Regions from separate parts of the Mus musculus genome. Here all the other regions are linked to region 1. A link is a contact called in public HiChIP or PLAC-seq and promoter capture Hi-C data. All regions are on one chromosome and are shown on one strand. Each heading gives the region's core, a stretch centred on a gene start, on an enhancer-like site or on the middle of the called end of the contact. The rest is flanking DNA. Distances are from core to core; before and after follow the strand shown.

Region 1 (4,333 bases), core at 563-3,062:
CAAGACAGCCTGGGAGCCCTGTCTTAGAATGGGGTGAGGCGGATTTGCCTAGACAGGGTTCCCTGCAAGGCAGGAAGGCAGGGTGCTTGTGAGGCCGAAGCTGCAGGACAGGAGGCAAGCAGTCAGTGTACCCTGGTGAGAAGGTTCCAGGTAAAACTTGATTCCAGGATGATAAGAGGGAGTTAGGACAATGTCCAGAGAAAGAAAACAAAGGAAGGCTGAGCAGAACCGTGGGGACACAGTTATTTCTATAGCTGCCCCAATACCTGCATGGCAGACCCCTCTGGAGGAATGACACAGTCCACACACTGGGTCAGGTCTCCGATGAGTTCTGAGTTCCCCAGGAAGCTGTCGATGAGACAGTAGCTGGCCTGGTAGAGGAAAAGAGGCATCTAGGACCCACGTAGGCCAGATCAGCCCAGAAAAACCTGAGGCCAGCTCCAGGATTAAACAAGCTCTTCAAGAACCCATGGGCTTTCCCTATGCATAGTGGGAATTGTAGTTCCAGACAAATGGGCACGACTTAGGGATCCTAACGTCACTCACATCCCACAGCCTCACCCTCAATTCTTTCTTCAGTCTTTCTACATTCCGGATATTGGTCAGCTCCTCAAGTCCCACAATGAGAACCTAGAAGAATCACATAGGACAGCGGGGTCCTTAATAGGATCTAGTCAGAGAGGACAGTATTTGAATGGGTGTTGAGAGGAAGGCCAGGTCTGGATCCCTGTGTATGAAGGTGGAGGTCGGGCTCCTGGACTCCTAGGTATGAGGGAAGAGGGCTGAGGTCTGGATGTCTGGGTGTGAGAAAAAAATGCAGGTCTGGACTAAGGAGAAGAGGCTGGGGGTGCAGCTCTCTTGAGTTTTGGAGAAAAAAGGGCCCAGTCTCACCATGGCCCCAAACACCATGTGGAGCATTCTTTCCAGCCTCAGCTCAGAGGTGCCCTCCTCAGATGACAGAACAATGAGAGTGATACTGTGGGGAGGAAAGAAGAGAAGCAAGAATGAAGTAGAGGTCAGGCCTGGGAAACGGAGCCAAGCGCTTCAGCGTCTCTGGGCTATTCCTATGCTGCTGGCTACATTCTGCTGGGAACGCAGGGATCAGAGAGGGTGAGTAGCTTATCAAAGATTCCCACAGCCAAGTCACCACTGGCAGGACTCTGGGGTCACCTAAGCCAGGAACCACTGCCCAGATCTTGTTCCCTTGCTCCCGCCAAGGGACCTGTCATGGAAGTTCTTCCACACTACGGTTGTGTCTTCCGTTCTTGCAGAGTTCAGTTGCACATCCAGATTCTGGCCGAACATGTGGACTCCATTGAGAGAGCCGATGACAGAGAAAGGAAGCTGAAGAGTGGGGAAGCATTGAGACCTCACTGTCCCACTTTGCCGTCTCCCCACATCCCCCCAAAGTTCTTCAGGAAACCAGGCTTATTAGTCCCCTAAAGGCTCCGAGCCTCTACTCCCTGCACGGTATGCCATCCCAGCTTCCCAAACCCCTTATTTAGACGAAGGAGTCGAATGCCCCCACCTGTTGACGGGAGGGGGCGCCGCCGCTGCTACTCCGACAAAACAGGGGAACCCCGCTAGAGGCTGCGAGGCACAGCAGATGCACCGGGCTTCCCGGCCCCTCATCCCCCATCTGGAAGCCCGCACCCGACAAGTCACCCCCCTGGAGACTCTCGGTGTGGATCTAGGAGCATGCGGGTAGTGAAAGCAAGTCGGCCTGCCGTTTGGAGCCGCCAGAGGGCGAGAAGCCGGATGGCTAAATTCCTGCCTTCATCAACTCAGCCCCTCCAACAGGATTCTTTTTCCGCCCCGGCCGGAAGTCATCATGACCCTAACAAAGATGGCGACAAGTATTGCTTGCCAAGCGTTCAAGTTGTTCCTGGACAGCTTCACATCTTTTGTATAACGAGAATGAAGAATCTAGTTTGAAGATGGTGATGGTGCTAAGGTGTTGCCTACAAACCTTCATGTGTGCTGTAATTACGTGCTAATTTTTTTTTTTTAAACAACTGGTTGAGGATGGGGACAGTGCTAAGGCACTGCCTGGCAACTGCAGCGTGGCCTTTCATTCCATAGTGGGAAATACCCTGCCCCAGTCAAAGATGGCCGTATGCTCAGGCGTTGCCTAGCAACTACCATTCACAATAATTTCTGTTTCAAAACTCCGAACCGCTGTGCCACCGTCTCCCTCTCATTTTTTCAGAATGGTTTGATCCAGGCAGTGTTGCCTAGTAACCACCAAATGAGATGGTTGTTTTTGTTATTAGTGAAAGGCAGAAGAGAACCTTTTCCAAAATCATGAAAACCACGTAATTTCTGTAACGAATTAATGCCAATGATGGTGTATCGTGTCGAAAGGTAAAACACGGAAAACTTTGTTCCATGCAACAATAGAAGTTAGCACCGAGGTAGCAAGACAGATTTTCACAGATATGATCACTGTACTATCACTTCCAAAGCTTTCTTCCAAAGGATGGCTAGGAGCCAGGGAGATGGCTCAGCACATCCCAGGGCTTGCCATGAAGACCTGAGAAGCTTGTAACCCCTGGAATCTTCATGGTAGAATAGAGAGCTCACTCCACAAAGCTGGCCTCTGTACACATGCCATGGCACACGCACTGTAAGAATCAAAATTTATTTTCTAGTTTAAAATAGTATGGCTATTAAAATAGTATGGCTACAGCTTCGTGTCTTTATTTTCTACTTTCTGGGTGAGTTGCAGCCTTTAGGCCTGGTTGGCCTGGAACTCAGGGTAGCTGTTTGGCCTGGAATGGCGAATGCCAGCCACTCTCTTTTTCTTTGCTTTCCTTTCTTTCTCTTTTGCTTGTTGTTGTTTAGTGTATTTTTGAGGTGTGGTCTCATGTAGCCCATGCAGACCTGGGACTTGCCATGTGTCCTTGAAATTCCGATTCCTTTTTCAACATCTCAGTCTCCTTTCTTTCTTCCTTTCTTTTTTCTTTCTTTCTTCCTTTCTTTTTTTTTTCTAGATTTATTTATTTATTTTATATATACGAGTACACTGTAGCTGTACAGATGGTTGTGAGCCATCATGTGGTTGCTGGGATTTGAACTCAGGACCTTTGGGAGACCAGTCAATGCTCTTAACAGCTGAGTCATCTCTCCAGTCCAGTCCAGCCCCCATCTCAGCCCTTCTAATGTCTTTTTATACTCTGTTTGTTTGTTTGTTTGTTTGGTTTTTGAGACAGGGTTTCTCTGTGTAGCCCTGTCTGTCCTGGAACTCACTCTGTAGACCAGGCTGGCCTCAAACTCAGAAATCCACCTGCCTCTGCCTCAAAGGCGTGCACCACCACTGCCCGGCTATACTCAATTTTGATAAGTGCAAGGAATTGAACAATTTTTTCCACCGACAAATATTAGATTTCTCCTTCTGTATTTTAAATGATACAATAAAACAAAATAATTTTTTGAGACAAAATCGTGCTGTGTAGCCCAGGCTGGCCTTGGTCCTTATGCTCAGTTCTCCCATGTTGCATTGCTACACCCTGCTGAGTTAGCAGTTTTAGCTGCTTGATTACTGTATGTCTGAGAGCAATTGCTTTGTTTATTAAATTAAATAATTTAAAATAATTTATTTATTTATATTTCATGTGCATTGATGTCTTGCTTTAATGGGTGTCTATATGAGGGTGTTGGATACCCTGGAACTGGAGTTGAACTGCCTTGTGGTTGCTAGGACTTGAATAGCAGTCCGCTGAAAGAACAGCCAGTTCTCTTAGCTGCTATCTCTCTAGATCCTATGAAACAATATTTTAAAGTAACTTTTTTGGATGTTGTTTTTATTCTGGATTTTATTTCCTGTAGTTCCTACAGAATAATTAACAAATGTACTCTGTATATGGAAAAAACAGATTCGTAGAATAATTTTAAAATGTGTGCATGGTTGCACAGTCCCTTAAGGCCAGCCTGGCCTACTCTGATATCTCCTGCCAAATCCACAAATAAACAGATAGATAGACAGATAAATGAAACCTTAAAAATTCTATGCATGCTTTTAGTTCCAGCACTTGGCCGACAGAGACAAGAACATTTTTTGAGTTCACAGCCAACCTGTTTTACAGTGAGCTTCAGGACAGCTAGGGTTACACAGAAAAACTTTGTCTGAAAACAAAACAAAACAAAATTCAACGTGGAAAATTGTAGTTTTGGGGTTAGCATTGGGGTTAAAAAAGCTTGTTCACGCCAATGGTTGGGTGGCGTGTGCCATTAATCCCAGCACTCCAGAGGTAGGGGCAGGCAGATCTCTGAGTTCTGGGAGGCTCCACAAATTTACAGAGCAAGTTCCAGGACAGCCAAGGCTAACACAGAG
Region 2 (4,333 bases), core at 962-3,461, 980 kb before region 1:
GCGCTCAGTGGTGCACAGGGCCTAGGCTCCATCCTGCACCTTACAGAAGGATGCTAAGAGGCAGGGACTGACTTCCTCTTGTCCTTTTGGTTGTGTGTCCTTTTAGCCATCTATCCATCCCCTCATTTCCCCATTTTACAAAAAGCCCAGGTGTACACTGGTCCATAGTCCCACCACTGTCCAGCTGAAGAAGCAAGCTTCCAGTCCCTGTACCTCAGCTCCAGAGTCTCTGCATATAACCACCAGGCAACCCTGAACCCAGTGACCCTCTCATGACCATTTTACAATGGGGAAACTGAGGCAAAGAGGCTGAAGTCATTATAGTAGAAATTGGGGCTCCCAACCAGGGGAGATAACAGACAGCTATAATCCAAGCAGTGAAGCAAGAGGACTGTAAGTTCTAGGCCAGCCCCTATCTTAGAAAACCAATAATTGACAGTGCCTCCAGAAGAAAGCACCGGCCTCGCATGCATAAGACCCTAGACTCTATCTCCAACACTTCCTGAGAGGAAAAAAAAAACAAACTAAAAATAGGATGTGTAACTGGGATTTAAACTCACGTGGCCCCACCGCAGAGCTCTGCTTGCCATTCCTAGCCCTCATCAGCCCAGCTCTTGCTGGACTAGGTGCCCTTGGACATTCAGACGACTTAAGGGGTGCCACTCTAGACGCCAGGTACATTAACTGCTCAGAGCAGCAAATGGGATGCTGGGTTGTGATTATGTTCACAGTGTCTGCCACCGACGAACTTAGGCCTTAGCAAGCTGTGTAGAGGAAGACACCTGACAGGGCCTCCTGTCAGATACTCTGCCTCTACCCAACCACCACACAGGCCCAGCAGAAACCTACCTCCAGAGGGGTGAAGTCATGGTTGACCAGGAAAGCCAAAATAGCAGTAGGAACGACGAGGAACTCCACCCGGAAAGTGTCGTGGTTGCCATCATAAGTAGCTTTGAACTTGCTGTAGATCATCCACACCGTGGTAAAGGAACAAGCTATGTAGACCACCTGATAAGAGGGTAACAGGGCATCTCAGCTCACAGGTAGGGCCTCAGGTCACGGTGAGGGAGAGAGAAATCATGTTCCCCAGCCACCTCCCTCAGACCATATGTCTAGGCCCAAGCCTCTTTGGTGACTCCTCCCTGATCCCTGGCCTGGAACCCTGCCACAGGGGGCTGACTGCAACTCTACCTTCATGCAGGTGTTGTAGAGTGAAATGTAGTTGGTGAACAGGTCCAGATATCGGGCAGTGAACACCACAGCAAACAGGACTTGGCTCTTCCCTGAAATGCCTGGTTGAGACAGAGAACGAAGGGCAGGGTGGAGGGAGCTGGAGGTGGGCTACTTGGGGCAATAATAAACTAACATGCAGCGCCTGGGCCAGCCGGCTGGAGCTCTAGACCACAGCGATTCCCCAAGGCCTTTAAGCCTGAGCTCGGCCCTTTTTCCACCATCCACAGGCAGGGGGCAGCCGGCTCCAAAAATACTAGAGACCGAGGCTCTATCCCAGGCTAGGCCTCGCCGGTCCTTCTGTCTCCCTCAGGTCCTCCTGACAGTCTAGACCTACACTGGGACCTAGGGAGAGCCCTGCCTGACTTCAGCCTCCCAGTCGGTCACCTTCCTCCCGCTCCCTTCCTGGCCTTCCACAGTCCACGTCACCAACTCCCAGCCACCTCCCCGCCTGCCATGGCTCCTGGTTCCCAGCCCCGGAACACCCAGAGCTGTCCCAAAGGGTGCTGCAGAAGGTTGAACTGAACGCCCGAAGCCACCCCCACCAAACTATGTGTACCCCTTAGTCTAGGGAAAGGAGCTGACCCCCTGGTGACCCTAGAACTAGAAAAGTGATCCCCAGCAGGCAGTCCGGGAGGACTCTGACCTGCCGAGCTCCAGCCTTCCCGGTGCCCCAGAGCGGCCCGCTCCCGCCCCCTCTCCGCGGGGGGGCCTCTCACCCGCACACGATCGGGACTTCCAGATTTTGAGCAGTAACAAGATGATAGCTAGGAGGTGGGAGAGGTCTCCCAGGAATCGGAAGAGGTTCATGACTGGGGGACTCGGGCAGGGCTGAGCTGGGTGGGGGGGGAGGCTGGCCGGCCGGGCTGCCCCGGAGCTGCGGTGCTGCTGGGTTGAGGGCGGGAGAGAAGCCCTTCGGTAGCTCAGCTCCGGGGAAGGGGCTCTGGAAGGTGAGCCGAGGCCGGAGCTGGTGGTAAAGCTGGCTGGGAGAAAAGGGAGGAGGGCCGAGGTGGGAAGGGAGGAGTCTGAGCTGTAGCGCCACCCCAAGGGCGGGTTGACTGTCTGGCGCCCTCTGGCGCCTGCAACCTGCTTTGCAGAGTCGTATCGAATAAGCCTACTAACTGATGGAAGGGTCTTTAGGGTCCCACATTCCCAGGTGCCTTCTCTTTAGTAAGGAACTGTAGAGAGTTCGTCTAACCTCTGCCCTTAAACAGGAATCCTGAAGTTTGAGTTCTGAATCTAAAGATCCTAGTGCTGTGTTGGGTGATGGTGTAGCCTGTAATCTTAGTACTGGGAGGATGAAGCAGAGGGACCCCCCAGTTCCAGGCCTAGGGCTCCACAGTGACAGTCTATTCCTGCACAAATTATTAATACTAATAGTAACAACAACAAGAATCCTGGAGATTAAGAGGGTAGACTTCTAGCTTTGTCTGTGATCTCTAGTCCCAATTCAGTTAGAAAACCCAGGCCCCACTGCCACACACTCGGGGATCCTGACTGAGCCTACCGCCTCTACAATCCTATCCCCAACAATTACTTTATTGCTCAACATTCTGACCTGGGAATCTACACCCATAACTCCATCCTCCTTCTAAGACCCAAAATGCCAGGTCCTGGCTCTTTCAGAAACTGTCATGACCCGAGTCTTCCCAGGTCTTAGGGCACGAGAAGCAGGGCTCCAATCGACTGCTACAGGCCTAGGTCCCAGCGCCTCTACACATTCATATTCTCCCTCTCTCTTCCCCTCCTCCACCTCTCTTTCTCCACCTCCAACTTCCATTCTCAGGGACCCGGGAATCCTGAAGCACACTCCTCCCAATGTTAGATACTAAGGACTGTCCTACCAGAGGCAAGATGGACAGGTGACTTTATGGGACCTCAGAACCTCAAAAGTAGGGTTATAGTTTAGGATTACTGTGTCTGTGACAAAGGAAGCAGTTTTCCTCCAGGGAATTGTGTACTCAGAGCTGTGAGAGACTAGTCCCTCACTCATCAAGTGGTCCCTCAGTGAGGAACTTGCTCAAGACCTGGCCCCCAGGTATGATCGAGAAGGACTAAGGGAGAATCTGTGGTCTTCGAAAGGAGGGCTGTTATCTAAATTCCTGCTTCTGAGAGAACAGGGCCAGGCATTGGACCCCAAATCTGAAATAGAAGATCCACAACTTGGAATCCAGGGATTCTGGACCCCTGGTTTGGAGGGAGGATGGCTGGGATCTAACCCCTAGGTCACAGAAAATGGTGCCAGAGTCTGGCCACCTAGGCCTGAAAGAAGAGGGTCGAGTATGGACATCTAGGTCTGAGGGAGGAGGGGACTGGGAGCCTAGCCCCATAGGTTTAAGGGGAGGGCTACAGTCTGAGGTAGGAGAACTGGGATCCAGCCCCATCCGTCTAGAGGGAAAGAACTAGGGTCTAGTCCCTTGGGTATGAGGGAGGTGGGCTGGCATCTGGACAACTGGGTCCAAGGGATAAGGGACTTGGAGTCTAGATTCCTGGCTCCAAGAGAGACAGCATGCATCCTGTCTTTGCAGCCATAAAATTCACAGGCTGGGTCTTAGTATGGCGGGTGCTGAAGTGCAGAAGAGGGAAGGGGCAAGTGACAGTGACCCCAGCCCTCTCTCTAGGTCTCAAACTGTCTGTACCAGGTGGTGTCCTTGTCCATCTACCTCTGCTTCCTCCCATTTCGTCGCAGCCCCTCGGTCCCATGAGGAAATCAGAGACTTTGAAATGGGGTAAGGGCTGGCCCCCTCCCTCAGACCTAATGGGAAGAGGGGTCCCTAGGGAAGCGTGAGGGGGGCAGCTGTGGGTCTCCTGGCAGGGAGGGACGGGGACTGAATGTTAATCGCATCCTGAGTGAGTGTGCGGGAACAGCGAGTGTGCGAGTCCCTCCCGCTCTGGCTCCTGCAAGCCGTGGCCGCTGCCGCCAGCCACCCTCCGCCTGCGCCCACAGCCTCCTCGGCCAGCAGCGCCCTGTTGAGGGGTACCAGCCTGGGTGGGTCCGCCTGGCCCCCAGGGGTCTCTCGTGCTACAGCCATCTGCTAGGTGAGGATGTATGCCTTGGTGTCAGGCTGGCTGGTGGGGGGTGTGTGTCTGTAAGGGCTGCAGC
Region 3 (4,333 bases), core at 1,303-3,802, 930 kb before region 1:
CCCGGCCGCTACTGGTCGGTTGACAAGCTCGGGGGCTGGCGCGCTGGTAGCTGGGACTACCTGCCCCCGCGCGGCGGCCCCGCATGGCACTGCCGCCACTGCGCCAGCCTGGAGCTGCTACCGCCACCACGCCATCTCAGCTGCTCGCACGACGGCCTAGACGGTGGCTGGTGGGCGCCTCCGCCTCCACCCTGGGCTGCGGGGCCACCGCCCCGGCGCCGGGCGCGCTGTGGTTGTCCGCGACCGCACCCGCACCGCCCCCGGGCTTCGCACCGTGCGCCCGCCGCCGCACCGCACCACCACCGACACAGGCGCGCGGCGGGTGGCTGGGACCTCCCGCCGCCCGCGCCCACCTCGCGTTCGCTGGAGGACCTGAGCTCCTGCCCACGGGCGGCCCCCACGCGCAGGCTCACCGGGCCCTCGCGCCACGCGCGCCGCTGTCCGCACGCTGCGCATTGGGGGCCGCCCCTGCCCACCGCATCTCACCGGAGACACCGGGGCGGGGACCTGGGCACACGCAGGGGCTCTGCGCACTTCTCCAGCCTGGAGTCCGAGGTATGACGCGGCTCGGGCCCCCCACCCCCGCCGCCCCCTCGGTCAGCGCAGGCCACGACCCGAGGGGACGCGCTAAGTGGACAAGACCCTCATGGGTTGGGAAGGACAGAAACGGACCTGGCTGGACCTCGCCTGGAGCAGCGTCCTGCGCCCCACCCCCTTGCCTTGGGGGAACTATGAGCCAGAGGGGACTCGGTCGCCCAAATCTCACCCATCCTGAGAGCAAGGGGGCGGGGTTCTTGGAGCCCACCGACTCTTTTTTAAACCCGAAAAGGGCTTTTTAACGTCACCTGATTGGCGGGAGGTGTGGGGGGGTCACGCCGCGCCCCACCCCTACGCTCCGGGCCATGGCCCTCACATCACTGTGCAGCTCCCTAGCCCCAGACACACCTCTAGGGGAGCCTGTTTTTAACCTTTCATTCATCAGGACTCAAAACTGTGAGACGCGTATGCCAAACTGTGACTCCAGACCTTGGCCCCGCCACACAGAAACCCCTGACCCCAGACTGTGACTTCCAACACCTAAAATGATCATCTGACCCCAGACTGTGCCCCGACCAGACTGTGACCCTTCATGTCAGACCTCAATGACCCCTCCCTTTTAGATCCTTGTTGGCTCTGACCTATGACCTCTCCTCCACGAAAGTCCTACCTTTACCTGTCTCCCCCCACTCACCTACCACCCCAGATGCCACCAATCACATCTTCAAGTCCAGCCCTTATTTGTGACCCTTCAGTGATAATCCAGCAGACACTCCACCCCCAGGTCTCCTTTCCCAGATTTCAGCAGGGTCTGAGGCTGGGCTGAGAGGAGGGTCTGGGAGCCCACACCTGACCTTTCCTCCCCTCTCCCGCTCCTACACTGCAGTGTTTGGAATAAAACCATGTTTTTACGCCTCCTCAGTCCAAGCCTGAGTTCTGTGTCTGTCCCTTCAACTTCTCTGGAGAAAAATGGAAACTGAGAACTGAGTCCTTAGGGAGGACAGTCAGACAACAGAAACTGGGCTGGTGGTGTAGCGGAGGCAGGGTGTTGTAATATTCATAACACCCTGAGTTCAGTCCCCAGTCCTAGAAAACAGGAGATTGGGGAAAGCACAGTCAACCCCAGGAAGCGGCAAGAGTCCAGGGGAGAGGGGTGGAGAGGTGACAGGGCAGAGACAACACCCCCAAGAGTAGAGATACAAAAAGGGATGCACAAATTAGGACCAAATCTAGAGACCTACTCCTTGCTACTGGCAAGAATGATTTGATGGGTTATTTTATGCAAATGGAGAGTGGCCAACCCACGCCTTGAATCTCCTTAATCTCACCAGTGAGGATCTGTTTCCAATATTTCATTACTCCAATTAACCAAAACTCGGGTGTACATGGGTAGATAAAGAGAGCTGACTCAGTTGTAGCAGCAGCCTCAAGAGAGACTTTCTGATTAAGTGCCTGCTGACCAGAGCTGCCCTGGGAATGCCTGGTTGGGAAATGGTCTGCCCCTGGAGGATAGATCCAATCCACTAACTTATACATAATGTCCAGCCTGTCTACCCTAAAGCATTTTGAAATAATTTAAAACCATCATAACAAGGAGAGGAGAAGAAATCGGCCTTAAAGGTCCTCGGGGAACAGAAGCCCAGTCTCCTTGCCAGTAAGTGCTCGTTTACATACATGAATAATTAACTAAATGGAAAGACAACCCTGGGAATGAAAGGTGGAAGATGGAGAGGGCTCTGAAGCCGAGGACTTCTGTAGAACTACAACTCCCAGAAGGTCTTGCCATTGCTGCGCGGAAGAATTCCCCAAGGTCACACGAAAGACAAAATTGCTCCTAATATAAGTCTTCTCACTGAGCCAGGACGCGGTTACTTTGTGGCGGCCATCTCTCTGCGCATTACCTTCTTCTGGCTGGTTCACAGGTTTCCAAGGTAACAGTACAGTGGGACGGGTCTTAGACTGTGGGAGGTGAAACCCGGAAGTGACGCTCTCACTTCGCGTCCGGGGCAAGAAGGTTCGAAGATGGCGGCGCGCAAGGGCCGGAGTCGCACGTGTGAAACCGGAGAACCCATGGAGGCTGAAACCTGCGACCCAGGAACCGAAGGCCCATCCCAGGTCTACCTGCCCGGCAGAGGGCCGCCACTGAGCGAGGGAGAGGAGCTGGTAATGGATGAAGAGGCCTACGTGCTGTACCATCGTGCGCAAACTGGTAGGCAGAGGGACCTGACTCTCGGGTCCAGGGAAATGAAAGGCCTGTCTTGGGGTCTGGGGGACGAAGGGTCTGGAGTCTGAGGATTGTGACCCTGCAGACTGCCGGCCTTTGGAGGAGGTGGAGGCCGAGTTCCCAGTCTCTCGTTCCTACTCAGCAACTCTAATCTCCCCGCCCATCCCTAGGCGCCCCTTGTCTCAGCTTTGACATAGTTCGAGATCACTTGGGCGACAACCGGACAGAGCTCCCTCTCAGTCTTTACCTGTGTGCGGGAACCCAGGCGGAGAGCGCCCAGAGCAATAGGTGAGACCCAGGACCTTTGCAAGACATCCACAAGGCCCCACGCATTAGGGCTCTCTGCTAATGCCAGACCTAAAAGTCTGGGACCCCAGCCTCCCTCCTCCTTCAACATCCCGGCACTCAGTTTCTAACCCGTATTTGCTTCCCCAGACTGATGATGCTTCGGATGCACAATCTCCATGGCACCAGGCCGTCACCCTCAGAGGGCAGTGATGACGATGAGGAAGATGAAGATGAAGAGGATGAGGAGGAGCAGAAACCTCAGCTGGAACTGGCCATGGTTCCTCACTACGGTGGCATCAACCGAGTTCGGGTACAGTCTTTCCAGGGGCTTGTTAAGGATTCTCTGCAGCACACCCCTCCCCCTAGATCCAAATGTCTCTCAGTACCTCCTCCAGCCCCTCAGCTTCTCTCCCTCCCCCCTCATTTTCAGACATTTTCACTCTATGAGCTGATAAACAGATAATAAAGGCTGAAACAGCTCCTGATTGTGGTGAAACGCAAGGGTGTTACTGAGCTGTTGCTTAGGAACTGAGGCAGGATAGAATGAGTTCAAAGGCAGCTTAGTGGTAGAGCGCTCACCTCAAGTTCAATAAATAGAGCACTTTATGATCAGGTAGATGAGCAAAAAAGGGAGACGGTATACAAGGAGCATGTAGAGCAAAAGCCAACCCGTAGCTGGACCTGTCTCTGTTGGACCTGTATCTGTTACATTATTCCCAGAAGGTTTAGCCTGTAGACAGAAAGCTCTGGGCCCATGAACATAACATACTAGTGGGAAAGGGAACAAGAGAAAGCTTGTAGTTTGTTACAAGATGCTGAGTGTGGTAGTATAAGGGTGTTCCTAGGGTAGAGTTGTTTTTTGTAAATGGTGAATTTGAGGAGGACTGGGTAAGTCGGTGTTCTTGGACTAGAGACCTGCAGCAAGTGTCAGGGCTGGGGTGTTTGTGGAAACAGATTTGCAGAGAAGAAAAACGAAAGTGCCAAGACCCTGGGGTGCACCTGGCACACATGATTCAGAATCTCAGGGGAAACTGGAGAGGCGACTGTGTGTGGAGCAGAATAGACTAAGCGGGGACAGTGACAGATGTGCAGGGTGAGCGCCTGGAAGACTGGTTGCTTTGCCCTTGTGGGCTAATGTAAGTCTTGGTTTCTGCTTCAGGAGAAATTAGGAATAAGTGGAGGACGTAAAGTAGAGGAGTGATTGGTCTGGTACTTGTTTTCAGAGGCTCCCGCTGGCTTCTGTGTGGAAAATTGACTGCAGAGAGCCAAAAGTGTTTGATTACA
Region 4 (4,333 bases), core at 972-3,471, 850 kb before region 1:
TCAAGGAGGCAAGGCTCGTTAGACTTTGCCACTGGCAGACCTTCACCAGCTAATCTGCCTGGTAACCATTGACCTCACTGCTCCTGCCTGGTCATCCAAATCTGCCTGGTAACTGGTGATGTCACACATTCCTGGGGTTCAACCTATGGAGGGGTAGGATAACATCACTGAACAAATGTAGTATCTAGAGAATTTACAACTTACAAGGCACACTGAACAGGCTGAACACTGAGCAGGCTGGCCTGAACAGGGCCTTGATAATGCTGGGCCACTGCTGGACAAAATGGTTATTCCTTAGAAATCTCAGATTTATGGGATGTGAGCTTCAAACCAGGATGGATGCTGACCACTTACAGCCAGCCTCCTGCCTTTCTTCTCTGTGGAAATTTAACCAACTTTGATACAATGCTTTCTCCAGGTTAGACAGAGCCCCGAGTGCTTTACAAAATGCTACAAGGTAGCAGGCATTATATCCATCTATACACCAGAAAACCCAAGGCACAGAGAGCATCCCACAGTGAGCGTTCCTAAATGCCTTCTCCTCCATGTGTCTGAGTTTTACCTCAAAACCAAACTCTCGTTGTCAGCATTGTCATTACTGCTGTTCTAGGGCCTAGTGACACACCATACAGCCATGCCCATCCCTCACTGGGGAGTTCTAGGCAGAGGCTCTACCACTGAGCCACGTCGCCTGCCCCTCATTGGGTGTACAGGCTGGTTTTGTGTCAACTTGACACAGGCTGGAGTTATCACAGAAAAAGGAGCTTCAGTTGAGGAAATGCCTCCATGAGATCATGAGATCCAACGGTAAGACATTTTCTCAATTAGTGATCAAGGGGGGGGGGGCTGTGGGTGGTGCCATCTCTGGGCTGGTAGTCTTGGATTCTATAAGAAAGCAAGCTAAGCAAGCCAGGGGAAGCAAGCCAGTAAGTAATATCCCTCCATGGCCTCTGCATCAGCTCCTGCTCCCTGACCTGCTTGAGTTCCAGTCCTGACTTCCTTTAGTGATGAACAGCAATGTAGAAGTGTAAGCTGGAATGGGGATTCTAGGTAGGGGCTCTACCACTACAAACTTTCTTCTTTCTTTCTTTCTTTCTTCTTTTTTTTTTTTTTCGTTTTTCAAGACAGGGTTTCTCAGCCGGGCGTGGTGGCGCACGCCTTTAATCCCAGCACTCGGGAAGCAGAGGCAAGCAGATTTCTGAGTTCGAGGCCAGCCTGGTCTACAGAGTGAGTTCCAGGACAGCCAGGGCTACACAGAGAAACCCTGTCTTTTTTTTTTTTTTTTTCCGAGATAGGGTTTCTCTGTGTAGCCCTGGCTGTCCTGGAACTCACTCTGTAGACCAGGCTGGCCTTAAACTCAGCGATCTCCCTGACTCTGCCTGGGACTTAAAGTGTGCGCCACCACACCCCAGTGTCTTTTCCTTTTTGAGTCCAAATCTCCCTGTACTTTTGGAGTTGGCCTTTAGTTCTCTGTCCTCCTGTCTCAGCCTTTGGGAATGACCAGCGTGATGTGATCCACTGGTCTCACTCACAGAGGTCCCACCAGTCAGAGGAACGAAGCAGATGCGGCATCCAGAAGCCAGGCTGTTCTTAGGAACTTTTAGTGGGTGCGTTTCTTCAAAACAAAGCAATATGCTGTGGTTTCCTTTTCCCTCAAAACATGAAACCAAGGGTTGTAGCGTGGTGGTCGAGTGATAGCCTAATGTGTCAGCATCAAGGCTCAAGCTCCATCAGTACAAAAAAATCAGTAGATAAAATATGTGTCCCACATGAGCCTGGTGGCCCAAATCTGTCATCCTAGCTACTTAGGAGGCTGACACACAAGAATCAAAAGTTCAAGACCAGCCAGAACAGCTTAGTGAGACTCTGTCTCCAACAAATTAATAGAGGGCTGTGGGCGGGGCTCACAGTGCGGGGGGGGGGGGGATGGGGCGGGGCTCCGTAGTGGACCACTTCTTGCACCATTCTGAAAGGTCTAGGTTCAGTCTTCTCTTTGGAAACTCGGTTTCGTGGCTGCGTAAATGCGTCATGGCTTTGGGACAAACAGCTAGATCGTTTTAGCTTCTCGGTGAGTCATCGTGGGTTCTCACATGGGCTCTGCAGCGTGCAGCGTTGGCGGGGGCACCTGCCACCTTTGGCTTGGGTTCCTCGTTCGGAAAATGGCCTGATGACGTGGTGTCGCCCTCCAGGGTTGGGATGTGGAATAGACATAAGGAGAACACTTAGCTCCACTTTGCAGACATGAAGTACCCTTCCTCCTACCAGAAGCGTAGCTTTGGGCGAGTCACTCCCACCCTCCACGCTCAGCTTTCTACACCCATAGTGTGGGGGCGACAGTATGACATCACGGGACTGCTGTGGTGGAGTTGAAGTGGATCTACTCCTCAGGTGGACACACGGGGCTCAGAGAAAGGACACTCCTCACTGGCGTGTGAATGGAGGGCCCTGCGACTCTTGCCCACCTCCTTGGTCTTCTTTACACGTGCCCTTCCCCTCTTTCAGCTGGAATTTTGGAGGTGAATACTTCAGATACAAAGGTATCCCTTTTCCTGTCGGCATGTACTCACCGGAGAGCCTCAGTCTGGCTGAGAACACTAGCAACGTGCGGGACGACGACATCTTCATTGTCACCTACCCCAAATCAGGTACCGGTAGTGCTAGTCTGGGCTGGGGAGGAAGGGAGGAGAGAAGGGAGGAGGAAGGGGAGGAGCCTGCTTTGCAGAACCCGGCAGCTTGTCCTCTGCTAACAGTACCTTCCTTTGCACTGCGCACTAAGTCCCTGCTCCAGGGAGACTCTGAAGGCCTAGCTAATGTCCCCTCCCCTCTAGGGCTGCCACAGTGTCCCCAATCCTTCCCTGTCTCCCAAGCCTTCACAGCACTGAGTGCCACCAGCCGCGCATGGTTTGCTGGGTAATTTGTTCATTTTTGTTGAGAAAGGTTTTCATGTAGCCCAGGCTGGCCTTGAACCTCAGCTGGTCCTGCTGTCTCAGTGTCTCGGGTTCTGGAATGGCAGGTGTGTGCTGCTGGGCACAGTGTCACTGGGTAAACCTCTGCTTATCCACTGGAAGGTTAATCTGGCTCTCTCTGAGCGCTCTGTCTGCCCTGGCTGTTGCTTGTTCTCGGAACCGCGCGTGTCTGTGGAGGAGGTTCCTCATTTCGTGTGAATTCGCATGCAGACTACTCCACAGTCTTCACAGAGAAGGAAAGCCACTGCGCATTCTGCTTCTCTCTTTGTCGCTGTAATAGACCACCTGACCAAAAGCAACCGAAGGAAGACAGGCCCTGTGTGGCTTACACTTCCAGGCCCCAGCCTTATCACAGAGAAGCAACGCAATCAGGAACAGAAGCAGAAATCACACAGGATCCTGCTGTGACTGCCTGGCTCCTTAGAGCTTGCTCAGCTAACTCTATAAACCCCAGGCCCCTGCCCAGGAGGGGCACTGCCCTGAGTGGGCTAGGACCTTCTCTATCAATTAGCTATCAAGAGTGTGCCCCCGGGCAGCATATGTCTTTAATCTCAGCACTAAGAGGGCAGGGGCAGGTGAGTTCGAGGCCAGCCAGGGCTACATGGGGAGACAAATAGTAAATAAACAAAAAACATATTTAAACAAATAAACAATGATAAAAGAAGACAATCTATCACAAACATGTCCTCAGACCAATGGAGTCAACCCCCCAGCTCAGCTGAGATCTGGGTAATTCTGGGCTGTGCTGGCAGCTGAGGCGAACTAGGAGGGCTGGCTACATGGTGCACATCTGTAATCCCAGCATGTTGGAGGGGAAAGTAAGAGGGTCGGAGTTAAAGGTCATCCTCAGGTACAGACTGGGTTCGAGGCCAGCCTGGTCTACAGAGTGAGTTCCAGGACAGCCAGGGCTACACAGAGAAACCCTGTCTCAGAAAACCAAAATCAAGAAAAAATAAAATAACAAACAAACCAACCCAAAAAAGCCCTAACTCACCCCACCGAGTACAAGTATGAACCTTATAGATATCATGCTAAAAAAAATGGAGCCAGACACAAAAGGAATTACATGGGGCCCTTAAAATAGCCATGCTTGGTGGGGGAGGGGGGGAGCAGCTAGGGCGGTAACAGGAGTGAGATGGGGGCAGGGTGGGTGGGGCAGGGCCTACCTAAGGTGAGAAATGAGAGCATTTTTTTGTTTTGTTTTGTTTTTTTGTTTTTTGTTTTTTCAAGACAGGGTTTCTCTGTGTAGCCCTGGCTGTCCTGAAACTCACTCTGTAGACCAGGCCGGCCTGGAACTCAGAAATCCACCTGCCTCTGACTCCCAAGTGCTGGGATTAAAGGCATGCGCCACCACTGCCTGGCGAGGG
Region 5 (4,333 bases), core at 1,117-3,616, 810 kb before region 1:
CCTCCCTTCTTGTTCCTTTTGGTCTCAGCTCCAACATCTACAATGATTCTACCCACCCATCCCGCGCTATGGGGGAGGATCGTGGGAGAACCGGCCTGCCAAGCTCTTTGCCATCCAGATTCCCACAGTTCTGAGATCCTAGGTCCCCAACACAGGGACATGGGAAAGCTCCTCTGTAGAAGCCAGAAGAGGGATCCCGATATTCTCTTCTGCAAGACTGGGAGGCAGGATGCAACACCATCCACTTGGGGAATGGGGTGTGTGCGTGTGTAGGATCCGGGAACGTAGTACCCCGCTCTGGCCTGCTCGCTCCCATTTTTGGTGTCCTTGAAGTCCAGTCCCATCTCGTTTCCCAAAATTCTGGACCCAGACTCTGGAGATAGTACTCTCCAGTTAACTAAGGTGTTCTAAGTTTCTAGTCTTGGCTCCAAGAACATGAGGAAACTTGTCTTAGAGAAGAATACTGCCTCTCAGTGAATAATCCTTTCGCATTTGGGGACCCAAGTCCCCTAAAGGATCGCAGCATCTCATTGGGCAGACTTCCAAAAGTGTCGCGAGGCCCCGCCCTGCCCGACAGCCCCGCCCCTTCGCCGCACCTGCGCGGTGGCCGCCGGCGGCTCCCAGAGTGGCCCGCGCGGGGGCGTGCCCGGGCGAGGAGCGGGGGGAAGAGGAGCTGCAAGAGCCGGGCCCGGGGGAGGGCGCGGGAGTGCGCGCTGGAGAGGGTGCCGGCGACAGGCCCCCGGGGGGCGGCGGGCTCGGCGGTAGCCCGTGCTCCAGCAAGAAGGCGTCCAGGTCCACGTATTCCACGTCCCCGAAAGGCAAAGTGCGTTCCCACAGCAGCGGCGCAAAAAGACTCGGGCCAGCCACAGGCCCTGAGCGCCCCCGAGGGGACCCACCGCCACTAACGGCCCCACTCGGGGCATCGGCTGGGCCCGCCGTTTCCAGGCCGGGTCCCGGGACGGGGGCTGAGGGCAGAGTTGCCTTGCGCTCCTTTTCCTTCAGGAGACCTGTAGGCCAGGGAGAGACCGGATGGGGTGGAGGGACACAGGAGGGACCCCAAGTTAGAGATATGGCGGAGATACAGAGAAGTGAGGAGACGGGAGCCGTAGGGCAAAGACCCAGGGAGGTGGGTACAGGCAGGGAGAGAACCCAGAAAAAGAAGAGAGGGATAAAGACGGGGCTTGGGGAGACCCAGAGAGAAAAGAGAACAAGGCCCCAGCAATAGAGGGTCAGGGAGACGGGGACCCGGAGAGGGGGAAAAGGCAAAAGTATACAGAAGGATAGGGTTAGGGGCCCGGGAGGGGATTAAGAAACACAAGCACAAGCGACCCAGAGAACGAGGATGGAAGTTTAGAAAGAAGGGTTTAGTGACAGGGTGGGTGAAAGGTTGGGCAGGTGAGAAAGAAAAAGTGACAGCTCAGTAATTCTCCCACCCCCAGCACCCTCATCCCCTCCCCCACAGTCTGTTGGGGCTGGAAGGGGCTCCACTGCTCAGGCACATTCCTCATCCCTAGTTTCCATGTGACCCTGCGAGGCCCCGCCCAAGCCCGTGTCTGCACCGTGTGAGCATCCGACACACCCCCTCCCTTCCCCTAGGACTCCAGGGGTCCAGACTCTGAGGCCAAAGGAAAGAAAGAGGGGTCTGGCACCTAAACTCTGTCCTCAAGTAGGAACACTCCAGGGACTTGACCCTTAGGCCCTCCAGGCGTCAGATTTGGTCCTGGAGGCTGATGGACTGGAAGACCTAAGTGACCTAATGAAGACTAGCAAAGATGGGACACCTAGCTGATAGGTGCCGTGGACCACCACCCCAACAGTTGAGTCCCTAACACAGTGGGACTAGAACTCACAGCTGGCCGGTTCTTTGGGCTTGCTGTTTCCCTGCAGAAGGCTCCTCAGCCCAAGCAGCGCTCCCCCGCCAGGGGGGGCCCCAGCCGGGCCACCCAGCAGCAGGGGGCCCGGGGTCCTGTCGCTCAGAGGCCGCGCCATTGCCGTGGACCTGCTCCCAGGTTCATGAGCTCATGGAGAGTCGAAGAGATGAGATGATATGTCAGTCACCCGCACACTCCAGTGGTTCGGGCGAATGTGTCCCAGAGTCGGGAGAGCGCGGCGTGCAAGCCTCCAGGATCAGGACGCTTCAAATCCTAAGAGCGCTGCGGGGGTTCAACCAGTCAGTTCTGCAGAAAGGTGCAACTCAAAGACTGTCCCGGGAGGCTCCTATAGTCTGGGCGAGTGGGTGACCAAATCAAGCAGCTGTCTCTTTGCAACTGTGGGTCCCCAAGGGACACAGGCGCGCGCTCCTTCTGTACCAAGTGGGCGAGTCTCTGGCTCTAGCCAATTTTGCACTTCTCGCAAAGAAAGGAGCTTTGCAATCTGCACCCAGAGGTGTGCACCCAGGGGCGGAGGAGGGGGCAGGAGGAGGTGGCAGCCTTGAGGCGTGGCCAAAGCAAACTTCTTTCGCGGAAAAAAAAAAATCTAAACCAAAACACCGGACGCCAGAGCGCGCGCCCCTCCTCCGGGCCCCCTCCCTCCACTTGGGCCATGCACCCCAGCCGCGTGCCTTCCTCCGGCTTCTGGCAAGAACCAATCACGTCTCGAGCCCTTGAGACGCTCAGCCAATGAGATGAAGGGATATGCCAAGACCCTGGAGGCGCGTGAGGGGCTGAACTTGTGTAGTTGCCTCGCCTTTTGGAAGAAGGCGGGACACTGACCTATATTTGGCCAATGGGAGGAGGCGCTGGAGGCGGGACCGTGACCCACTTCGGGCCAATGAGGCAGGAAGAAGGGGGAAGCACATGGCTTTGCGCGTGCTATCGGATGCGGGTGTGGGGCAAGAGGGGTACCTCTTAAAGGAGCCGAGTGTTCACAGACTCATTGAGGAAAAAAAGCAGAACATCAATTAGAGCAGATTAAGGCAGAAAGAAGTGGGCTTCGGGAAGGATTTTTTTTTTTTAATATCTAGATGTTCCTCAATCGCGACTGATAAACCACCGAGAAACCGGAAACATTCAGTCCTTTTAATAGCTTTGTTTTGGGGTGAATCCCCTCCCCTGGTGAGGAAACTCAGAACAGGCGGGCGTAATCCTCGTTGGGGAGTCTCAGCGACCGTGAGGACCACCGTCCACTGCAAAGGGAAGCACCGGCTTGAGGGGTGTGGGAGCTGAGCACATAGGACTCTACTAGTCAGGCTGCTAAGGGGGAATGGAATATACCAAGTTGGGGGAATGATCAGCTCCTGGACCAGACCATGTAGGGAGGGAAGAAGGCCACATGGGACGTGCAGAATAGGCTGGTTTGCATAAAGGTACATGGAGAGGATATGGTCTTCTGGGCTGTACCATGTTGAGAAACCAGACAAGAAACTAACCGATTTCCCGGGGCCGAGCCACAGTGGCAGTAAGAAAGACAGAGGGATTGTACCACGCTGATTCTCAGAAAGGGAATAGCAGAAAGACTACAGCTCTAAGTAGGGTCATACCATTTGTAAACAGGTGACCTGGACCGTACCATCTTGGCAAGTAACAGTAGGCAGAGGGCATGGACCAGTATGTAATTGTACCACAAGGAAAACAGGGTGTCAGGCCTTAGACTAAGCTGCAAAGAGGGGTGGGCTGCAGCAGGCTGTTCCATATGGAGAGGTGAGAAAGGACAAGGGATGTATCACACTGAGACAACCACTGGGAATAAGTGCAGACTATCAGGACGTGGAGAAGGAGGGGACACACTAAGCATACCATGCAGGCGGTAGTTGGGGCCTCGGCAGCGCCTCTCGGGATGCCGGGGGTCCCTGTTGCCCCTCAAGGCTCTGTGGGCCAGGGGCTGCAAGGGCCGGCCATTACCACTGAGGCTCTGGAAGATCTGGGAGGGGGGATTCTGGCTCAGGAGTCTCAGGGAGTGCATCTGCCTCAAGAGAAACCACGGGTGAGTGGACCGGGGTGGTGCTCAGGACAGGAGTAGCATGCACACACGGGGGTGGGGGGGGGTGGGGGTGTCAGTCACCTGGAGGGAGGTAATATTGAGAGCCCTGTCGATGAGGATCCAGGTGACAGTCTCAGAGCACGGAGGAGTGCTGAGAGATCCCTGATAGGTGATGAAGCCGAAGGATTCTGGGAACAGGAGCTCCAGGCTCAGGTCTTGAAGAAAGTAGGCATCATCTGCGCAGACATCAAGTCAGCGTAAAAGGGGGTCCCAGATAATGCACAGGGACTTAGTTATGTCTGTTGTCGTATGGAGACTGAATGTAAGGCTTCGGACATGCTAGGCAGGTACCACTGCACCAGGCCCCCAGCCCCTCACCGGGAGATTCTGACCAGGCGCTCGTGACCAAGCTGCA
Region 6 (4,333 bases), core at 905-3,404, 790 kb before region 1:
GACAGAGGTGGCAGATGGGGTCAGTTGGTGTCCACCCTGCTGAGGATTCCTGCAGACCCTGCATTCCTCCTGGTCCTGCCTGAGCCCCCTCCCCAGCTGCCTCGAAGCGAGGAAAATAGTTCCATCTGGGGAGAATTACTGTTTACATAACCCACAGGGAAAGAACGCAAGCAAAATTGAGAATTTTGCCTGAACTAATCCAGAGCTTAACACCCCAAAGTTATCCATCAGTGTCGAGGGGTAGAGGCCCTGGGGAGAGGGTGAGGGGAGATGAGGAGCCAGCAGGACCGACAGATGTGAAAACCTAGGAGAGCGAGTCACGGAAGAGATGGAGGAGCCTGGCCGAGAGAGGAAGCCCACAGAGAAGAGATGGAAGAGCCTGGCCGAGAGAGGAAGCCCACAGAGAAGAGATGGAGGAGCCTGGCCGAGAGAGGAAGCCCACAGAGAAGAGGAGCAGAGTCCAGCACAGACCCGGGGAAAGCCGGAGGCTAGACAGGGCAGGGCAGAGGACCGGGTGTCCGGCTGGGTAGTTGGATGGCATGAAGCTAGAGGCTCTGGGGCTGGGAGGGAAGAGCAGGTAGGCTCAGAGACAGGCATGAAAGCCCAGGGGAGGCTCGAGAGGGAGAGGAGAGCTACTACTGCCTGGCAGAAAATCAGAAGAAGAGGCCTTGGCCCACGTGGGTCAGAGTGGAAGCCTTTCCCACATGGGGTTCTAACCTTGTTCTCCACACCCAGGGCACGGAAGGCGGATTATTGCCAAAAAACCCTGGCCTCTCTGCCACCCACTCCAGCCCTCCACCCTTAACCCTTTCCCCTCCAGGTGTGTAGCCAGAGAAGAGTGCTGAGGGAAGGTGGTGCTGAAGGAGCTGGAAACCAACAAAGCCTTGGAGTTAGAGAGCAGACCCCTCAGGTACTGGGAAGGCAGAGCCTGGCCTTCCTTTAGGGCTCAGGGTGTTGGGGCCCTGCACTTACTTTTCTGGGACTTGCTGGGAGGTGGCCCCACTTGCTACCCCAAATCTCAGACCTGGACCCAAATCCCTCCACACTCCACAAGCACTCAGCCCCCGAGCAGATGGGGGCCAGTGCTGGGGGTAGATGATATGGGAGGAAAAAAAGCAGGAGGTGGCATAAGGTGTGTGCCCGATGCCAAGGCACTTAGAAACCAGAAATCCAGAGCCTAAGGAGTGCTAGGAGCCAGAGGACTAAGGCTTTCAGCTTCCCCCACATAGGACTGGGGATCTTGGGACTTTCCTGAGCCCCCTGCATGTACCCTTACCTCCAGACATCAGAGCCCTGTGCTCCACTGACATTTCCCAGGCAGGGTGCCTCCCTTGCCCAGTCCATAGACTCCCTGCCCCCGGGAGTCTGAGCCATTATGCACCCATAGCCTCCCCCACCCCAGCCCCTCATGTAAACACGTTTCTTGCTAGGTAATTTCAAGGTCCCACCTTCCGGCTCTCAACACCGTGAAGTACCAGGCTGTGAGTTCTCTGTGTTCTTGGGGTTAGGCAGAAACTAGCCCTTGCCCGTTTGGGCCTACAGCATTCCTACCTCTCAGTGGCAGGCCCATCCAAATTCCCTGGGCCAGTGGGATCCATAAGGGACTCTGCCTGCCTGCCCCTCTTCAGCATGCACCTCCTACCTGGCTATTAGGGCCCAGCCATTGGTCAAACCTGCCTGGAGAAGAAAAGAGTGTCCTGTAGTCGGTCATCCCCACACTCTTCTGTAGGAGAAGCACTTGGAGGGCTCTCGGGAGGAGTGAGAGTGGCTGTTCTCAGGCCCAGGCTAGTGGGGGTTCTGGGCGGGAGCTGAAAGCAGAGCCCGCAGAATCCAACACTACCGCCCACCCAAACCCTAGCCAACAGCAGCCACGCTTTCCCACAGGGACCCTTGCCAGCCATGCCACCCGAGACTGCGTGGGACAGGAGCACTGTCGCCCCCAGCAGGCTTGAAGCTTGGTGGCCCCAAACAAGCCGGCCTAGAAGGATCCAAGCAGGTAGGGGTATGACTACAGCTTGGGGTTCTGGGATTGGGGTCCTGGCCTGTTCCCACTTGCCCCAGCACCTCTGGAGTTTAGCTTGCCAGCCCCTGCTTTTGGCCGACCCCAAGCCAGCCAGCCCCTCCCCATCCTGCATCCTCCTGCCCCAAGTGCGTTAACTCGGTGTTAAGGTCAGTTGCTTTCAAGCTCTAAAATTCCCAGCCTCAGATCAGCTGTAGGGGAAACCAGAGGCCAGTGCTACCTGCAAGGAGGGCAGCGGAGAAGACTTTCAGCCTGGCTGAACTTGGGGAGGAAAAGAAGGTAGCAAAAGCCAAAGGCAGCTCCCCCCTCCCCCCAGCCACTGGTGGATAAAGGCCCCAGGGCTTTTAGCCTGAAACACTTCCACAACTTGTTGTGTCTGAACATTTGAGTGTTGTGGTTTCTCTCTGAGCAAGATGAGAATATGTGTGGTTTGTTCCTGAGCACCCACCCCATTCATAGCTACTGTCTTGCCAGTGTGCAGAACTGGCCCAGGACAAGACTCAGGGACCTGGTGCCCTGGGAGTAAGAGATCCCTCTGTACTGCCGGGTGACCCTTGAGGCTGGGATCTTAGAGGAGCAGGGACAAGGACAAATGAGAGCTACAAGACCCACAGATGCAGGAGGACTAAGCTTTAAGAGAAGGCTCAGGCCAACGGATCCCACATCTGAGACCCATGTCCCCAGCAAGGGCTGTGTGAGCCATAGGGTGACACGTGGGACTTGTGGGTCCAGCAAGTCCTCCCCGGTTTGCCCCAGCCTTGGCACTGTCAGGCCACCTTCTAGACAGAAAGACGGGAAGCTGGTCTGTTCTGTAGACAATTGCGAATGGCTCGCTGTGGAGCAGGACAGATGGCTGTCAGACATCCAGAGAAGGTCTGGGTCTGCTGCAGGATCCTGCCTGCCTAGCGTGGTAAGTCCCTACGCTGTCTCCAGAGGGAGTTCTCCTCCTCACTTTGCTCTGGGTGCCTGAGCTGGCTGGGGGACCCCCAGAAAGCATCAGCTGTGGGGAAGCCAAGCCCACCCAGGAAGTGGCTGGTCCTTAATTCAGAGGTGCTATGGAGCTCCCCAAGTATCGAGACCCTAACCCTCACAGGGTCAAGCCTCGGGAGAGCTCAGGCCTGTTTGCTCTCCACAGTAGAGGGTCTCTGTCTGCAGCCTCAGGCAAAGGAGGTGGGTAGCACAGCCTCTCCACTGAGTCTTCCAGGCCTTGCTGTGGAACAGCCTCCAGAGGGCGCTCTCGGCATAGCCGGATGAAGGCTGGGCGTCACCTCAAGATGGCAGCAACAGAGCACTTCCCAAAGCTGCTGCCTTTACCAGGAAGTGTTCCGAGATCCACTCCCTCTCCCAAAGCCATCTTGAGCCCTTTCTCTTCTCTGCCCAGGTTCTCTGGCCCAGCTCTGCTCCCTGGTGCTCTGGCTGGGCTGGGCGATCCACTTCGAGTTGGCTAGAGAGCCAGGAGAAAGAAAATGACTGCAATGAGAAAAGAAGGAGCTGGGGTGGGGGAGGATGGGTTTGCTTTGCGGGCAAGTGAGGCAGTGTAGTGCTGGCGAGCATTGTATTTCTGTGAGACTTGGTGTGTGTGCTGTGCTGTGTCCTGTGGTCAGAGCTGCCTGACCTTTCTGGGAACCCAAGTTAAACTCCAAGAATGTTCTGACTTCCAGAAATGGTTAATAATAAAGTAAGGCCCTGGGATACAGGAGCTGAGGGGGCCTGCCTAATACTGAGGCTTGGACAGAGAATAAGCAGGAGAGAGCAGATATCAGTATGGTGCAGCAGACACCTGAAGACTTTGTGGGGCCCTGAGAGAGCTGGAGTCTGGATACATAAAGAGAGGAAGCGGTTGTTTGCCTTATCCTTAGGGTGGTGCGTTAGTCTTTTTTCTGCTGCTGTGATAAACATCAGGACCAAAAGCAACCTAGGGAGGAAAGGGTTTGTTTCAGTCTGAAGTTTACAGTCCATCATAAATGGAAGTCAGAACAGGAGTTCACGGCAGGAATTTGGAGGCAGGGACTGAAGCGAAGACCATGGAGCAGTGCTGTTTAGTGGTTTGCTGTCTGTGGTTTGCTCTTCTATAACCTAGGGTCACCTGCCCAGAGGTGACACTGCCCATGGTGAGGTTGGACCTCCCATAATAATTAATCAGGAAAATGCCCCCATAACTCCCCTACAGGCTATCTGATGAAGGTGTTTTCTCAGTCAGAAAGGTCCCTGGTAACTTATGTCATGTTGATGAGAAAAGCTACCCAGCATAGATGAGTTGTGCATATCAGAGTCCACACAAGCCCAGCAGTGCCAAGGCAGAGCCTGCAGGTT
Region 7 (4,333 bases), core at 931-3,430, 630 kb before region 1:
TTGAGGTCACTCTCTTGTAACCTCCACACTGGGTAGGACTGCTGAGTGTTCGGGGCAGCTGGCCTACACGGGTTCAGTTCAGCCCAGATTGCATAGTAAGTTCCAGGCACTTCTGGAATACAACACAGGTCCCTGTCCAAAGACAAAAACAAAAAACAAAAAACAAAAAACAAAAAACAAAAACAAAAACAAAAAAAAAGAAAACAGAAACGTGCACTAAAAAAAAAAAAAAAAAAAAAAAATAGACATAGAAGAAGGAGGGTCCATGAGGGCAGACCTCAGAAGAGGTTGATGCTCCTCTGTACACAGGAAGAGAATTGCCCAAGATTCTTACCCTGTGAGTCCCAGGACAGTGTGGACATACTGTAAGACCCTGTTCAAAACAGACAGACTGGGCAGGCATGGTGGTACATGCCTTTAATCTCAGCACTCAGAAGGAAGCAGCAGGTAGATTTCTGTGAGTTCCAGACCAGCCTAGCCTACAGAGTGAGTTTCAGGGCAGCCAGGGCTATACTGAAAATCCCTGTCTGAAAACAAGACAAAAAACAGACAGATCCACCAAAAACAACTAAAGGACCAGAAAGATGGGTCAGGGCTTAAGTGCTTGCTATTCTTTGCAGAGGACCCAAATTTAGTCCCCAGATTGCTCCATGTGGAGCTTCACAAACATCTTAACTCCAGTTCTACAAGATCAGATGCCATCTTCCGACCTCCTTGTACACCATACAGACATGATATATAATATACACACAGAGGAGAGGGGGAGAGGGAGAGAGAGAGAGAGAGAAAACACTCACATAAAGATTAAAAGAAGGGGGCTGGAGAGATGGCTCAGCGGTTAAGAACACTCACTGCTCTTCCAGAGGGCCTGAGTTCAATTCCCAGCAACCACATGGTGGCTCACAACCATCTGTAATGGGATCTGATGCCCTCTTCTGGTGTGTCTGAAGACAGCTACTGTGTACTCATGTACAGAAAATAAATAAAAAAATTTAAAAAAAAAAAAAAAAAAAAAAAAAAAAAGATTAAAAGAAAATCTTGGTTTTTGTCTTTTTTTTTTTTTTTTTTGCCTGTGAGGTGTGAGATAGCAGCCACTGTTCTGGCGGGGGGTGGGGGGGGTGTTGGTTTTTTGTTTTTGTTTTGTTTTTTCGAGACTGGGTTTTTCTGTATAGCCCTGGCTGTCCTGGAACTCACTTTGTAGATCAGGCTGGCCTCGAACTCAGAAATCCACCTGCCTCTGCCTCCTGAGTGCTGGGATCAAAGGCGTGCGCCACGCCTGGCTGTCACTGTTCTCTGAGCCATCTCACCAGCCTTTAATCCGGGAATCAGGAGGCCGAGGCAATCGGATCTCAGTGAGCTCTAGGCTAGCCTAGTCTACAAAGTTGTGTTCCAGGACAACCAGAAACTAGTCTTGGAAAAACAAACAAAGGCTGGAGAGATGGCTCAGTGGTTAAGAACACTGGCTGCTCTTCCAGAGGTCCTGTGTTCAATTCTCAGTAACCACAAGGTGGCTCACAACCATCTGTAATGGGATCTTATGACCTGTTCTAGCACGTAGGTAAACAAGCAGACAGACCACTCCTACATTTAAAAAAAATACATAAATAAAATTTAAAAACATTGGGTGTTTTGTCTTCTAATAAAAATCCATTGCTAACAGGGGAGTGGTGGCTGGGACCTTTAATCCCAACATTTAGAAGGTAGAGGCTGGTGGATCATTGAGTTTGAAGCCAGCCTGATCTACCAGCCTGATCAGCCACGGATACTCAGAAAAATCCTGTTTCGAACCCCCCCCACTCTCCAAAAAAAAAAAAAAAAAAAAAAAAAAGTCACTCTTGCTTGGAGAAAAAAGGTCGGAAGTCTTGGTGTACGCCCTTAATCCTAGCACTCTGGAGACAGTAGCAGGAGGATTACAGAGATGGAAACCAGTCCCAGCCTCTCAAATAAAGAAAATAAAAGGAAAGGGAAATGGCACGGTACGTGACTGCCAGATAAGGTTCGCGTACTTGCTCGGAAATTACGTGAGATCGACGGCTCTCTCGATTGAGCCTAGGGCACGCCTGAGAAGCTGCGGTGACCTCACAGAGCGCGGAGTCTCCGCGAGAAGTTCAGTGTTGTTTTCCTCTTTCCACCTTTCCCAGGGACTTCCGAGACCCCGCCTCTCCGGTGACGTCAGCACAGCGCCGCGTCAGGGTATAAAAGCCGCGTGGACGATGTTGGCGCAGATTGAGTCAGCTCTGAGTTTGTGGAAGATTACATGCGATATCCCGCGCGACCCCGCATCCCTTTGCCGGCCGGGACAGCCTTTGCTACAGCCTGTGAAACATTGCGTCCCCGAGCCCCACGCCTGAGGGCGACATGAACCCGCTGGCTTCGCGAGCAGTCCGGACCCACGATCGCTTTTGGCAACCAGAACCGGCGCTTCAGCCCCCGGGGTGACGTGCAGCCCGCCGGTGAGTGGGGGATGGGGCGGCCTTTGAGGGAGGACTCTCTGGCGAGGAGACTGGAGAGAGTTGTGGAATCTGAGGGGGCAAGCTGGAGGGCGATTCCAGGTTTGGGGAAAAGGCACAGAAGCCCAGATGGCTTATTTGGTCTGAGAGAGGAGAGCCCACGTCTACACTCTTCGTTTAAAGGGAAAGGGGCCGGGAGGCTCGACCGGCAATATCTGTATAGCGCCAAATAAAGGGAAGGACCCCAGGAGGAATAACCAGGGTCCGAGGGGTAGGCAGAGGGAGGTTTTAGGGGCATGAACACAAGCTTGAGGAACGAAAGGTCACTAAAAAGCCAGACTCTTACAGGTCTGAGAAGGGCTGGCCAGGAACTGTGACTGGGGCTAAGGGAAGGGTTTAAGAGTGTGGGCTCTTGGTTCTAAGGATGTAGAGCTTGGGTGTTGAGAGAGATTAACCAAGTGGCAGAGTTGGGTGTGAGCAATGTTATTTGGAATTCGAGGCAGGCATTCACGTGTTGCTGCTGTGACTATTTGTTACCATGACTCAGTGCTGTGACCCGAGACTGTTTCCCAGAGCGACTTCTAAACAAATTTCCCCCCTTTCTAGCCCAGACACATGGCCCCGAGCCCAAGACCCCAGCATGTCCTGCACTGGAGGGACGCCCACAACTTCTATCTCCTGTCCCCACTGATGGGCTTGCTCAGTCGGGCCTGGAGCCGCCTGAGGGGCCCAGAAGTCCCAGAGGCATGGCTGGCAAAAACAGTAACAGGAGCAGATCAGATAGAAGCTGCGGCTCTGCTGACACCTACCCCTGTCTCTGGTAACCTCCTCCCTCATGGGGAGACTGAAGAAAGTGGATCTCCTGAACAGAGTCAAGCAGCCCAGAGGCTCTGCCTTGTGGAAGCTGAAAGTTCCCCTCCTGAAACTTGGGGACTTTCAAATGTTGATGAGTACAATGCAAAGCCAGGACAAGATGACCTTAGAGAGAAGGAAATGGAACGCACAGCTGGCAAGGCCACACTACAGCCCGCTGGCCTGCAAGGGGCTGATAAGAGGCTTGGGGAGGTGGTGGCTAGAGAAGAGGGAGTGGCTGAGCCCGCTTATCCCACATCACAGCTGGAGGGTGGTCCAGCTGAGAATGAAGAGGATGGAGAAACAGTGAAGACTTACCAAGCTTCTGCTGCTTCCATAGCTCCGGGATACAAACCCAGCACCCCTGTGCCTTTCTTGGGGGAGGCAGAACATCAAGCCACGGAAGAAAAAGGAACAGAAAACAAGGCTGACCCCTCCAACTCTCCTTCTTCAGGCTCCCACTCCAGAGCCTGGGAGTACTACTCTAGAGAGAAGCCTAAGCAGGAGGGAGAAGCCAAGGTAGAGGCACACAGGGCAGGGCAGGGTCACCCTTGTCGGAATGCTGAGGCTGAGGAAGGAGGACCTGAGACAACTTTTGTCTGTACTGGAAATGCCTTCCTGAAGGCCTGGGTGTATCGCCCAGGAGAGGACACAGAGGAAGAAGACAACAGCGATTCGGATTCAGCTGAGGAAGACACAGCTCAGACCGGTGCCACCCCCCATACAAGTGCCTTCCTGAAGGCCTGGGTGTATCGCCCAGGAGAGGACACAGAGGAAGAAGACAGCGATTCGGATTCAGCTGAGGAAGACACAGCTCAGACCGGTGCCACCCCCCATACAAGTGCCTTCCTGAAGGCCTGGGTGTATCGCCCAGGAGAGGACACAGAGGAAGAAAACAGCGATTTGGATTCAGCTGAGGAAGACACAGCTCAGACCGGTGCCACCCCCCATACAAGTGCCTTCCTGAAGGCCTGGGTGTATCGCCCAGGAGAGGACACAGAGGAAGAAAACAGCGATTTGGATTCAGCTGA

What was found. Promoter capture Hi-C pulls out the DNA fragments that hold promoters and counts their contacts. HiChIP or PLAC-seq counts read pairs in DNA pulled down with a chosen protein or histone mark. Capture Hi-C pulls out chosen DNA fragments and counts their contacts.
Region 2: a promoter capture Hi-C map of liver shows a contact between it and region 1, with 2.9 times the contacts expected there. The contact joins the promoter of Kdelr1 here to the promoter of Fuz in region 1. A contact is called at or near these places in 4 of 39 promoter capture datasets (cranial neural crest, liver and second pharyngeal arch cranial neural crest), 1 of 484 Hi-C or Micro-C datasets (muscle stem cells), 1 of 115 datasets of contacts at active chromatin or transcription factors (thymic regulatory T cells) and 3 of 9 other capture datasets (adipose tissue, liver and pancreatic islet).
Region 3: a contact with region 1 is called in a promoter capture Hi-C map of liver, with 2.7 times the contacts expected there. The contact joins the promoter of Grwd1 here to the promoter of Fuz in region 1. A contact is called at or near these places in 2 of 39 promoter capture datasets (both in liver), 1 of 115 datasets of contacts at active chromatin or transcription factors (astrocytes) and 1 of 9 other capture datasets (liver).
Region 4: an H3K27ac HiChIP or PLAC-seq map of regulatory T cell precursor shows a contact between it and region 1, with 5 times the contacts expected there. The contact joins the promoter of Sult2b1 here to the promoter of Fuz in region 1. A contact is called at or near these places in 3 of 115 datasets of contacts at active chromatin or transcription factors (large pre-B cells, pancreatic cancer cells and regulatory T cell precursor).
Region 5: a promoter capture Hi-C map of adipose tissue shows a contact between it and region 1, with 3 times the contacts expected there. The contact joins the promoter of Dbp here to the promoter of Fuz in region 1. A contact is called at or near these places in 7 of 39 promoter capture datasets (cranial neural crest, frontonasal cranial neural crest, hippocampal neurons and 3 more), 2 of 484 Hi-C or Micro-C datasets (CD4 T cells and Th1 cells), 5 of 115 datasets of contacts at active chromatin or transcription factors (Th17 cells, astrocytes, bone marrow-derived macrophages and 2 more) and 3 of 9 other capture datasets (adipose tissue, liver and pancreatic islet).
Region 6: a FOXA1 HiChIP or PLAC-seq map of pancreatic cancer cells shows a contact between it and region 1. The contact joins the promoter of Ntn5 here to the promoter of Fuz in region 1. A contact is called at or near these places in 5 of 39 promoter capture datasets (cranial neural crest, frontonasal cranial neural crest, liver and 1 more), 2 of 115 datasets of contacts at active chromatin or transcription factors (large pre-B cells and pancreatic cancer cells) and 1 of 9 other capture datasets (liver).
Region 7: a promoter capture Hi-C map of adipose tissue shows a contact between it and region 1. The contact joins the promoter of Ppp1r15a here to the promoter of Fuz in region 1. A contact is called at or near these places in 1 of 39 promoter capture datasets (pre-B cells), 3 of 115 datasets of contacts at active chromatin or transcription factors (pancreatic cancer cells, regulatory T cell precursor and thymic regulatory T cells) and 2 of 9 other capture datasets (adipose tissue and liver).

The regions. Positions count from the first base shown.
Region 1 is chr7:44,893,558-44,897,890 of GRCm38.p6, reverse strand. It overlaps Fuz (fuzzy planar cell polarity protein), which reads right to left and starts at 1,812. Exons shown (of 11, transcript NM_027376.3): 1 at 1,529-1,812; 2 at 1,223-1,344; 3 at 892-976; 4 at 562-630; 5 at 267-371. The coding sequence starts at 1,639.
Region 2 is chr7:45,870,718-45,875,050 of GRCm38.p6, reverse strand. It overlaps Kdelr1 (KDEL (Lys-Asp-Glu-Leu) endoplasmic reticulum protein retention receptor 1), which reads right to left and starts at 2,211. Exons shown (of 5, transcript NM_133950.2): 1 at 1,950-2,211; 2 at 1,192-1,292; 3 at 850-1,008. The coding sequence starts at 2,040. It also overlaps a transcript of Grin2d not described here.
Region 3 is chr7:45,829,008-45,833,340 of GRCm38.p6, reverse strand. It overlaps Grwd1 (glutamate-rich WD repeat containing 1), which reads left to right and starts at 2,552. Exons shown (of 7, transcript NM_153419.2): 1 at 2,552-2,746; 2 at 2,932-3,049; 3 at 3,197-3,359. The coding sequence starts at 2,560. It overlaps Grin2d (glutamate receptor, ionotropic, NMDA2D (epsilon 4)), which reads left to right. Exons shown (of 12, transcript NM_008172.2): 12 at 1-858. The coding sequence ends at 561.
Region 4 is chr7:45,740,366-45,744,698 of GRCm38.p6, reverse strand. It overlaps Sult2b1 (sulfotransferase family, cytosolic, 2B, member 1), which reads left to right and starts at 2,221. Exons shown (of 6, transcript NM_001360784.1): 1 at 2,221-2,645. The coding sequence starts at 2,339. Gm31597 (a long non-coding RNA gene) reads right to left here and starts at 2,737. Exons shown (of 3, transcript XR_391433.4): 1 at 2,568-2,737.
Region 5 is chr7:45,703,280-45,707,612 of GRCm38.p6, reverse strand. It overlaps Dbp (D site albumin promoter binding protein), which reads right to left and starts at 2,366. Exons shown (of 4, transcript NM_016974.3): 1 at 1,851-2,366; 2 at 597-1,007. The coding sequence starts at 1,989. It overlaps Car11 (carbonic anhydrase 11), which reads right to left. Exons shown (of 9, transcript NM_009800.4): 7 at 4,000-4,154; 8 at 3,735-3,900; 9 at 2,942-3,124. The coding sequence ends at 3,099.
Region 6 is chr7:45,681,843-45,686,175 of GRCm38.p6, reverse strand. Ntn5 (netrin 5) reads right to left here and starts at 2,154. Exons shown (of 7, transcript NM_001358870.1): 1 at 1,678-2,154. The coding sequence starts at 1,711. It overlaps Sec1 (secretory blood group 1), which reads left to right. Exons shown (of 4, transcript NM_001271578.1): 2 at 821-910; 3 at 1,885-1,996. The coding sequence starts at 1,900.
Region 7 is chr7:45,524,115-45,528,447 of GRCm38.p6, reverse strand. It overlaps Ppp1r15a (protein phosphatase 1, regulatory subunit 15A), which reads left to right and starts at 2,180. Exons shown (of 3, transcript NM_008654.2): 1 at 2,180-2,453; 2 at 3,057-4,333. The coding sequence starts at 3,066. It also overlaps a transcript of Plekha4 not described here.